Regions from separate parts of the Mus musculus genome. Here region 1 is linked to region 2. Evidence: chromatin contacts called from public promoter capture Hi-C data. All regions are on one chromosome and are shown on one strand. Each heading gives the region's core, a stretch centred on a gene start, on an enhancer-like site or on the middle of the called end of the contact. The rest is flanking DNA. Distances are from core to core; before and after follow the strand shown.

Evidence for each region. Promoter capture Hi-C pulls out the DNA fragments that hold promoters and counts their contacts.
Region 1: a contact with region 2 is called in a promoter capture Hi-C map of liver, with 3 times the contacts expected there. The contact joins the promoter of Cspg4 here to the promoter of Acsbg1 in region 2. A contact is called at or near these places in 2 of 39 promoter capture datasets (embryonic stem cells and liver).

Annotation. Positions count from the first base shown.
Region 1 is chr9:56,863,841-56,868,173 of GRCm38.p6, forward strand. Cspg4 (chondroitin sulfate proteoglycan 4) reads left to right here and starts at 1,264. Exons shown (of 10, transcript NM_139001.2): 1 at 1,264-1,437. The coding sequence starts at 1,350.
Region 2 is chr9:54,659,340-54,663,788 of GRCm38.p6, forward strand. Acsbg1 (acyl-CoA synthetase bubblegum family member 1) reads right to left here and starts at 2,546. Exons shown (of 14, transcript NM_053178.2): 1 at 2,210-2,546. The coding sequence starts at 2,331.

The DNA of each region.
Region 1 (4,333 bases), core at 14-2,513, 2.2 Mb after region 2:
TCAAACTTGTAAGTGAAAAACTGAACCACAGGAAAAAAAGGAGTAGTTAAAGGCCAGTCAAGTAGGAGAATTGGGATCAAGAACACATCAGACCAGGCATGGTAGTAAGAGCACAGAGCATGGGCTCAATGATTCGGCTTGCCCTCGCCTGGATCAACTCACCCAGGCCCTTTAATCCCTCTCAGCCTCAGTTTCTCTATCGAAATGGGGCTCGGTTCTATCAGAAGTCATGAGACGCTGGACTTGTGCTATGATTGTTGCTGCTCAGGGGTAAGGATTGGAAAGAGGGTGCACAGTGGAACGTGGGCACAGCAGGGAGCCCAGTGGAGGGATATGCGTGAAAGAAGAGAGGAACGGGAGTGTTCCTCTATGCGTCTCCTAGAAAAAACCCAGGCCAGGTCCCAATGCAGCTGGGGCTGGCCAAACACAGGCACGGGGAAAAGCCACAGTAACTCTGCTTTTTCCAGCTCCTGGTTGGGACTAGGCAGGCTCTTGCCTGGGAAGGAGCCAGGAGGAGAAGGCCCCAGCCTGAAGCTGTTAGGTAGGAGCTAAATCCAGGGCCAGATTTCCAGGAGGTGGTGGGGCAAGTGAAAACACCAAGATTTGGGGGTCAGGAGGCCTGGGATCCTGGCAGGAAATGGCCAGGCACTACCTTTGACCTTGGATTCTGAGCTGGGCTCCTCCTCCACAAAATGAAGGGAAGGGTGCTCAGCCCCTACCTTGCAGGGTTGTTTTGAAGCATGTGTTACCACAGGGCTGAGCTTCTGCACCACAAGATCCAGACCTCTTGTCTTTACAGGCAGAGAATGTACAGTCTGTGGAAAGAGAAGGGCAAACCCAGAGCCCTGCCTAGCGGTCTGCTTTAGTGGAATCCTCGGGGACCTGTGACCTTGAAGGCACCTAAACCCCTACATCACCGCAAGGGCAGAAGAGGGCTGGCAGCTCTCACTTTTATTTCCCGTTCTCAAGAGATCCTGTCCACAGAGTTCTGGGGGTCTAAAGACTTAAGAGACATTGTCCCAAACCCTTAAAATGGGGCATGGGTCTGCCTTGGCAGGAAAGGTCCTTCAATCCTAACCAGGAGCAAGAGCCCAGCACGGCCCCTTTAAGAAAGTTGGAGGTGGGAGCAGACAGAGGGAGCCCCCGCCCGAAATCTAAGCGCGGGTCTGGCGCCTGCCCCGCCCCCGGAGTTAAGTACTGGACAGCCCTTGCGCCCTAGCCCGTGCGAGGAGCCCTGCTCCCTCGACTTTGGACTTGAATTGCGACTTGCGACTTGCGACTCGGTGCTGTCCAGATTCAGCACGCTCTGTTCCTTCGCCTTACAAGTCCAGGCACCCAGCCCCGCCGCGATGCTTCTCGGCCCGGGACACCCGCTGTCAGCTCCAGCCCTGGCCTTGGCTCTTACCTTGGCCTTGTTGGTCAGATCTACAGCTCCTGGTGAGTGAGGGACTGAGACCCTGCCCCTGCCTAAAGGATCTATATGGGGACTGCACTCATGGTCCCTGATCAAGAGTCCAAGGGCCTATACTTCTTCCCCAGGCTGAGGGTCTGGAAGGAAAGCTGTGATCTCTGTTAATGGGAACTCCGGGTATCCAAGATTGTCTGGTTTTCCTGACCCTAGAAAGTCAGACTCTGAAAAGGGACCCCTGGAGTCAGATTGCCAAGGGTGTGGCTCTGCCCACCCAGGTTGTCTGGGACACTTAGCCACCTCGATGCTATCCATTCTCTTTGCCATACAGGTTTGAGTGACCACAGTGGCTATCAAAGTATACCCAGAGGCAGCATTAAGTGTGCATCCTGACCACAGATACTCTGAGCCAGAAGTGGGGGTGCTGTGAAGTGAGACTCGGAGAGGAGGCACAATGCCCCACCCTGTGTGTGCCCAGCACACCTCTGCCACGGCCTCCTCTAACTGCCTCTGGCTTCCATACTCTCTTTTTGTTCCCAGGGCTGGCTAGCTGGCTTCTGTCCCTACCTCCATCGGCCCGTATACCTTCTTTCCCTCGTGTCTGCTCTCCTCACTGAGAGGACCTGGCTGGTGACAGACAAGACCACCCACTCTCCAGGGCCCAGAGGCAAGGCTGCCACCCCTCAGATATCTCTCTGATAGCCCTGGGACAAACCAGGCCACACCCCCTGTCTCTAGCTCTGGTGTCTGACCAGCAGAGCCTGAGTGAAGAGCACCTTGGTGGGCATCTTGTCTGTCACAATTGTCACAATCCCAGGAACCCTAGCAGTACAACGCTCTTCCTTTCCTGGAGATGAGGTCTGGTTAGACCATGAGATCTGTGGCCTCGGGGCCCCATCTGTCATTACTACCAATGTATGAATCAGGCAGTCAGCCTACATCTTTCAGGACCATTTCCAAGAGCAACTTAAAGCAGAGAAGGAACTTGAGTCTCCCTTCCAGGGGCCCGGACCACACCCTTCTCCCCGTCAGACGGAGGAGACCAGCTCTAAAGAAGGCTATCACGAGGCACCCAGAAGGGAAGTGAGTCAGGGAAGGACCCCTCACTAAGGTGACTCCAGCTAGATCTGGGCTCCTCATCCTCACTGCTCAGACTGCCTTTCCTAAAATCTCACAGTCCCGGAGATGAACAGACATGAGGGATGTGAGGAGGGAACACTGAGGTAGCTGGGCATTTCCAACCAAGAGATGGTTCCCTGCAGGCCCTACCTGCTTGGGCTTCAACCGGGAGCAATTTTTAGACACCATCTTAGCTCTGGCAATGAGAGACATGATGCTAGAACAACACAAAGATGGGCGGGCTGCGTCAGGGTGTGGCCATGCATGCCTGTAATGTCAGTACTGAGGAGGTCGGAGGAAGGGGATTGGTTGCACTGTAGGTTCAAGGCCAGCCTGGGCTGCAGAATGAGTCTCAGATTGGCCTCAGCTAGAGTGAGACCCTGCCTCCAAAACAAGTGGGGGTCGGAGGATAAAAGGGGCAGGGGAAGAAAGGAGGAGAGGAGATGGGGAGGAGGAAGAGAAGGAGGGGAGAGGACTTGTGTTAATTCAGGAGATATAGTGAAGTAAGGTAAAATTCAAAGAGCGGTTTCTAATTGTGTGTGGAAAGATCCAGGTGAAAATGCACAGGAAATCAGAAATGAGATGGGTGGGACAGAGGGGCCAGCCGTCGTCCTTGAGTCAAGCCTTGAAGGGTGGGAAGGGAGTCTGACTCCTGTCTGCGGTCCTCAGCCTGGACAAGAGCAGGAGGTGGGTGTAACGGGGTGTTGAAATAGAAAGGCCAGCAGCCTGACTGGAAGGCATATTTTGAGCACAGGACAGGAAGAGCCATTGAGCTAAAACCTTAAATGGCGAAATGAAGCCCACAGCCTGGGCACCAATGGTTAGAAGAAGGTGCAGCCGAGCCCTGGTTTGTTTTGTAAGATTTAACCCACCCTGGACGTCAGGAAGGACTTGGGCATGGAGAAGGATTGAAACGGCTCGTGTTCTACCCTGTGCCAGACAGCTTCTGCATAACAACCCTGTCACCCCCAACCCAGGCTAGGGGAGCTACGTGGGGGCTGGACTCACAGCCCGGCACCAGGAGTCCAGGGGCCGGTATTTCTTCCCCAGGCTGATCTCTGTTTGTAGGGTCTCCAGCTGTCCCAGGTTGTCTGGTTTTTATGACCCATGATGTCAAACTGCCCAGACCCCTCCTGAGTTCTGGGTGAAGAAAGTGTTATGCCCACTTCTCTTGGAGGCCCTTGGGTTCTCTTGTCCCAGCTGGGGCATACTTGGGTGGCTCCCCTACACCTCTCTGCATTCCAGAGGATCCAGGTCATGGGGTCTGGGAGGCAAGTTTTCTTGGCAACCATCTGGACCAACATCTCAACTGTACAGACAGGAGAAATGAGCCCCCAGAGAGGAAGCAAAAGTCTTAGGCCTTTGCAGAAACCCAGCTGCCCAAGAAAATTCCCAGGAAAGGGGGTCCATTCCTTCTGAGCTCTGTGGGAGACCCTCCACAGAGGAGCAGAGCTGGGAGGGTGTGGCCTAGGGGACAGGCTGAGGAGAAAGAAGGTGACGTTCCAGCACAGGAAGGCTTGACTGTAACCCCAGACCCTGGGATGTGTCAGAGTGTAGCAGTGGGGATAGTGACTGCCGTGCCTCATCTCTGGCCTGCCCTCACAGACTAAAAGGTGGGATATGAGAGACTGAGGTGGGACCTATATACAGGCCTTCCAGAGGGTTCTTGGGGTTATCTGAATGAGGATCAGAAGCAATGTGGTATTTAAGGCAGCCAGGCTTCAGGGCCTGAGATACAAGAAGAGAATCAGAGGAGATCCTGTCGGCTCTGACAGTGATTCACAGGAGCATCAGTGGTGTGGAGAC
Region 2 (4,449 bases), core at 1,296-3,795:
GAGATGCCCCTATTGGCTTCCTCTACCTCTCTGGCTGGCTGTCCTGGCCCTGTCTATCACAAGTAGGGCACCTCAGATTCTCTAGACCAGGCTCTGAATGAGCCTGGCCTCAGCCTGCTGGTCTGATGGCCACTCCTGCATTCCCCTGTACTGGTTACTTCCCTGGGATCCATAACCTTTCAAAATTGTCTTCTTCTTGGGTTCCTCTGAGGACTTTCTTCCATTGGAATTTTTCTCCCAAGCCTGGGACTTGACATGACCAAGATCTAATCACCCAGGGCATGCTCAGTAAAGTTTCTGGTGAATGAATGGCATGGCCTACAGCCATGGATGAGCCTCAAGAAGCAGCATACCAGTTCTAGGCACCCCTCAGCTGCCCAATGCCGCCTGTTCCTCCACCTCCAGCCAACCCCTCTGCAGCTGAGGGAGGGAAGAAGAAGCTAGGATCTCTCAGCTAATAGGAGGTTTCAGGCACTTCCAACCCTACCCAGAAGCAGCTGTGCCTGGCTCCAGATGTGGCAACTTCAGTGACTCCAATAAGAGATCAATGGTCTCTTCTTGCAGTTACACTGCAAGGTTGCCAGGGTATATTCACTTCCCCTGTTGGATAGATGGGGAAAGTGAGGCTCAGAGAGAGTATGTCTTGCCTTGAGTCACAGAATAAGTCAGGAGCGGAGCCCGACTAGAGCTCAAGTCTGCTTTGCAGTCTGCTGCCAAGATGCCCTGGGATTTGTTCTGGGGTTACTGTGTCTGTGGTGTGTGTGCCCCTGGATCTCTGAAACCATCTTCATATATGATCAAGGTCAAGGAAGAAGTCAAGGTCATCTTCAATTGCACAGAGAGACACATTGAAAATCGGAGAGCGTCAACAATTTACTCAATGTTGCTCAGAAAGCAGGCGATAGAGCTGACACTCTAACCCTGGCTTCCAGTCCCTGTCTGTCCTGCAGGGACCTCCTGAACCTGTGCTCCTTCCCACGACAGAGTCCTTTGCTGCCCAAGCTGAAGATGGCTCCCAGGTTTGACCACCTCTATCTGTGTTATCAGTGAGGCAGACCTAGAGCCTGTGAGCTCAGATGTTCAAAATTCCTCCCTATTGGCTAAGTCCCTGTCAACATAGACCCGATACATGGACTTCAGCAAACACTGGAGCTACTGACCCTATGCAGAAAGAGATGGGACAAATGGGAAGACTTAACATGCGTGCCCTATTAGGTTCTCTGGACAAACTCACCAGCCCTCACTAAGTGGAACAAGGGACTTTGAAAACCAGCAGACGCTATTCTTCATTTTTGAGAGCTGAACTTTCCAGACATCTGGAAATATCACCTGGGATGTCGGGATGGCCCCTGCTCACTGACCTCATGACATCATGAGTGATGCTACCCAGAATAGACCCAGAACCTCCAGGGCCCAGGCCTTCCTATGCCAAGAGCATAGAATTGTTCAGGGCCACAGTTGCTCCCCTACACTTGCCATCCATACAGGGGGAAGGGATACTGTTTCTAGGTAAACAGCAGCCCACTCTCCTGATGAGTTTGTCCAGGGGACCTAATGGGGCACATTAACATGTCTTCTCATCTGTCACACCTCTTCCCACATAGTCCTTACAAGGACAGTGGTCATGTTCTTGAGCGTTTTCAAACCTTGCAGATTCCTTGTCCTTGACCTACCCTGTAGACAGCCCAGCTGTTTAGCACACTGCTCTCTCTGAGCCCTATCTTCCACTCTTCTGTTCTTGCTCTCTTATGGGACACAAATGCAGTTCCTCCATATCAGAGATAACCTCAATCTCTGTTCAGGTACGGACAGAGAGGGCCAGAGACTTTCCAAGGTCATAGCAGGCTGGAATGGAAACCATGGGTGCTCCCTCGAACTTTTCGGTCATTGCCTGCCCGCTCCTACCATATACCAGGTCACCTCCAACCATGGGGAGACAAAGGAACGTGCTTGCTGACTGAAAAAAAAGTCTTTCTTAATACCAATGTGACTTGTACCTCAGTTGAATCTCTAACGGCCAACAGAGGAACAGACACACTGAATCACACTCCGAAGGATAAATGTCCCTGCCCTGCTCTTTTTCCTTCACAGAGATCTGGCGAAGAAACCGAGACTCAGAAAGAGGGGCAGCTTGCTTCAGGTCCTCCAGCATCACATCGTGATATGGAGCCCCAAGCCCCACGTGCTGACCTTGGAGCACTGAACCCACCTGGTTTGCGAGTTGTCTTGGGAGGTCCCCAAGCTGGCCCCCTGCTGCTGATCATCTCTGCTGTCAGGCATGTTGGAGTCCCTGGACAGACAGCAGTATCCTGCTTCAGAACCGCGTGGCATCTGCTGTGTGCATTCACCGAAGACAGTGCGGTCTCCCACAGTGAGAGGCTGGCCTTGAGGGGGCAGCGGGGGGCGGGCATGGGGCTGAGGTGGGCGGTGCCTGAAGTGACCCGGAGGGCCCCATTTCCTCTCTGTTTTCAGAAGCTCAGAATGTTCCTAGGCAGTAAATTGCTCAGGACTAAAACTTTCCTTTTCTTCCTGGTTTTTCCGCTGCATTCAAGATGAGGAGAATTTCAATGAAGCCAGCCTTCATTTTTATGCAAATTGGCCCCCAGTTCTCCCAGAAGGTCTAGCCAATGGGCTTAGGACTTCTAGGCCCTCAGAAAACCTCTTTACTGTCTTTAAAGGGACACTTTGGAGCAAAGGGGGTTCCCAACACAAATCCAGACTGAGCCTGAGATGGCTGCTGGCCCCAAAGTCCAGCTTCAGCGTGTGTAGCCTCAACATGAACAGATGAATGCAACCCAGGAAGGTTTGCCCCAGTCCCTGGCTCTAGATCCTGTACTGGACACAACAGGAGAGCCACAGCCCCTGCCCACAAAGAGCCCAGTATTGTGAGGACAAGAAAGTGGAATTTCCAATAAAGAGGACTACTGTATAGCTCATAGAAGCATCTACACTAAACAGGCATGAGAGAGAACCCCAAAATGGGGCCATTTGGGGACACCTAGACAGAAGCAAGGGTTTGCCCCTTTAGTTTAAGGAGGAAAGCCTAGTTGGCAGGCAGCCATGAACAGAGAGGCAGGAAATGCACAGGGCAGGCGCTTTTCTCTGAATACCAGAGAGATCCTCTAAGGTGAACTATATATTCATTCCTGTGACTTCCATAATTAAAACAAAGTAAAACAACTATAATCCAGATGGCTTAGAGGAACAAAAATGCATTCTCTCATCCTTCTGGAGGCCAGAGGCCTGAAATCCAGGTGTGAAAGGATCATGGAAGACTGCTGGCCTCTGCCCTAGTTTCTTCAGGTCAGTGCCCCTGCTTGTCCAACTTGGCTTTTACATGCAGTGTCCGTGTCCCCCCTACTCTTCCATGGTTGGCTTCCCCTCTGTCTACATCTCTGTTTCCTTAGAAGGCCATCAAGCATCAGACTAAGGTCCATAGCAATCCTGTATGAATTTATCTTAGCTGATTACACCTGCATAAACCCCATTTCCAAATAAGGCTACTCTCTGATGCTCTGGGAGGAGCATCATTTGGGGGAGACAAAACTTAGTGCAAATTTTGGCAGAGATTCTTATTGTCATTGGGAGAAATCAAGGTTCCCTTTTTGGGTCAATGGTCTTGTTAATAAAGAATTTAAATAGACACAAAAGGAAGCCTGAGAACAATTTTATTATAATTTGGGAGAAAAACAACATGGCAGGTAAGGTTAAAAAATATATATAATATTATATACATATATGTATATATATAAATATGTATATGTGTATGTGTATATATATATATATATATATGTGTGTGTGTGTGTGTGTGTGTGTGTGTCTGTGTGTCTGTGTGTCTGTGTGTCTGTGTGTGTATCCTGACATCTGCCAGAGGAGGGAGATGGAAAGTCAAGTGTAAGTTAAGTATGAGGGTCAGAGAAACAGTGAGTGGTGAAGCAAGCATATTTAGGTTTTTGCCTGGCATCTGAAAAACAGACCAGGAGAAGGAAAAAGAAAAATGGCTGTGGATCTGAATTCATAAGGTTCTATGGGGTTCCTGCAAGCTCTACTGCCACCAGTGGAATGAACCACAAGCAGTAAGAAGAAAACCTACCTCAACATGACTTAGTTAGCTGGGCTGGTTCAACCTTCTAGAGTCCGACCCTAAGCAGTTTATTTTTGGTCTATTTAAACACAGTTCCTGGACCAGTTAGAACTTTGGGGAAAGTTTCCTCCTGACAGTTAACACAACAAAGCTTAAGGCATAACTACATCTAAAGGCCGTTGTAAAGCTCATGTCTTTTACAAAGTAGCTGTGACCTCTTCCACAAGAATACCTTCAATTGCCTGAGAAACAACAGGGGAGAAGAGTCTGAGGAGGAAGGTTTGCAATAAGCATAATAGCAAACTCTTTTACAAAGTACATGGGGCCTCTTTCATAAGAGTGAGTTATTTGGGTGAGGCCTCGCT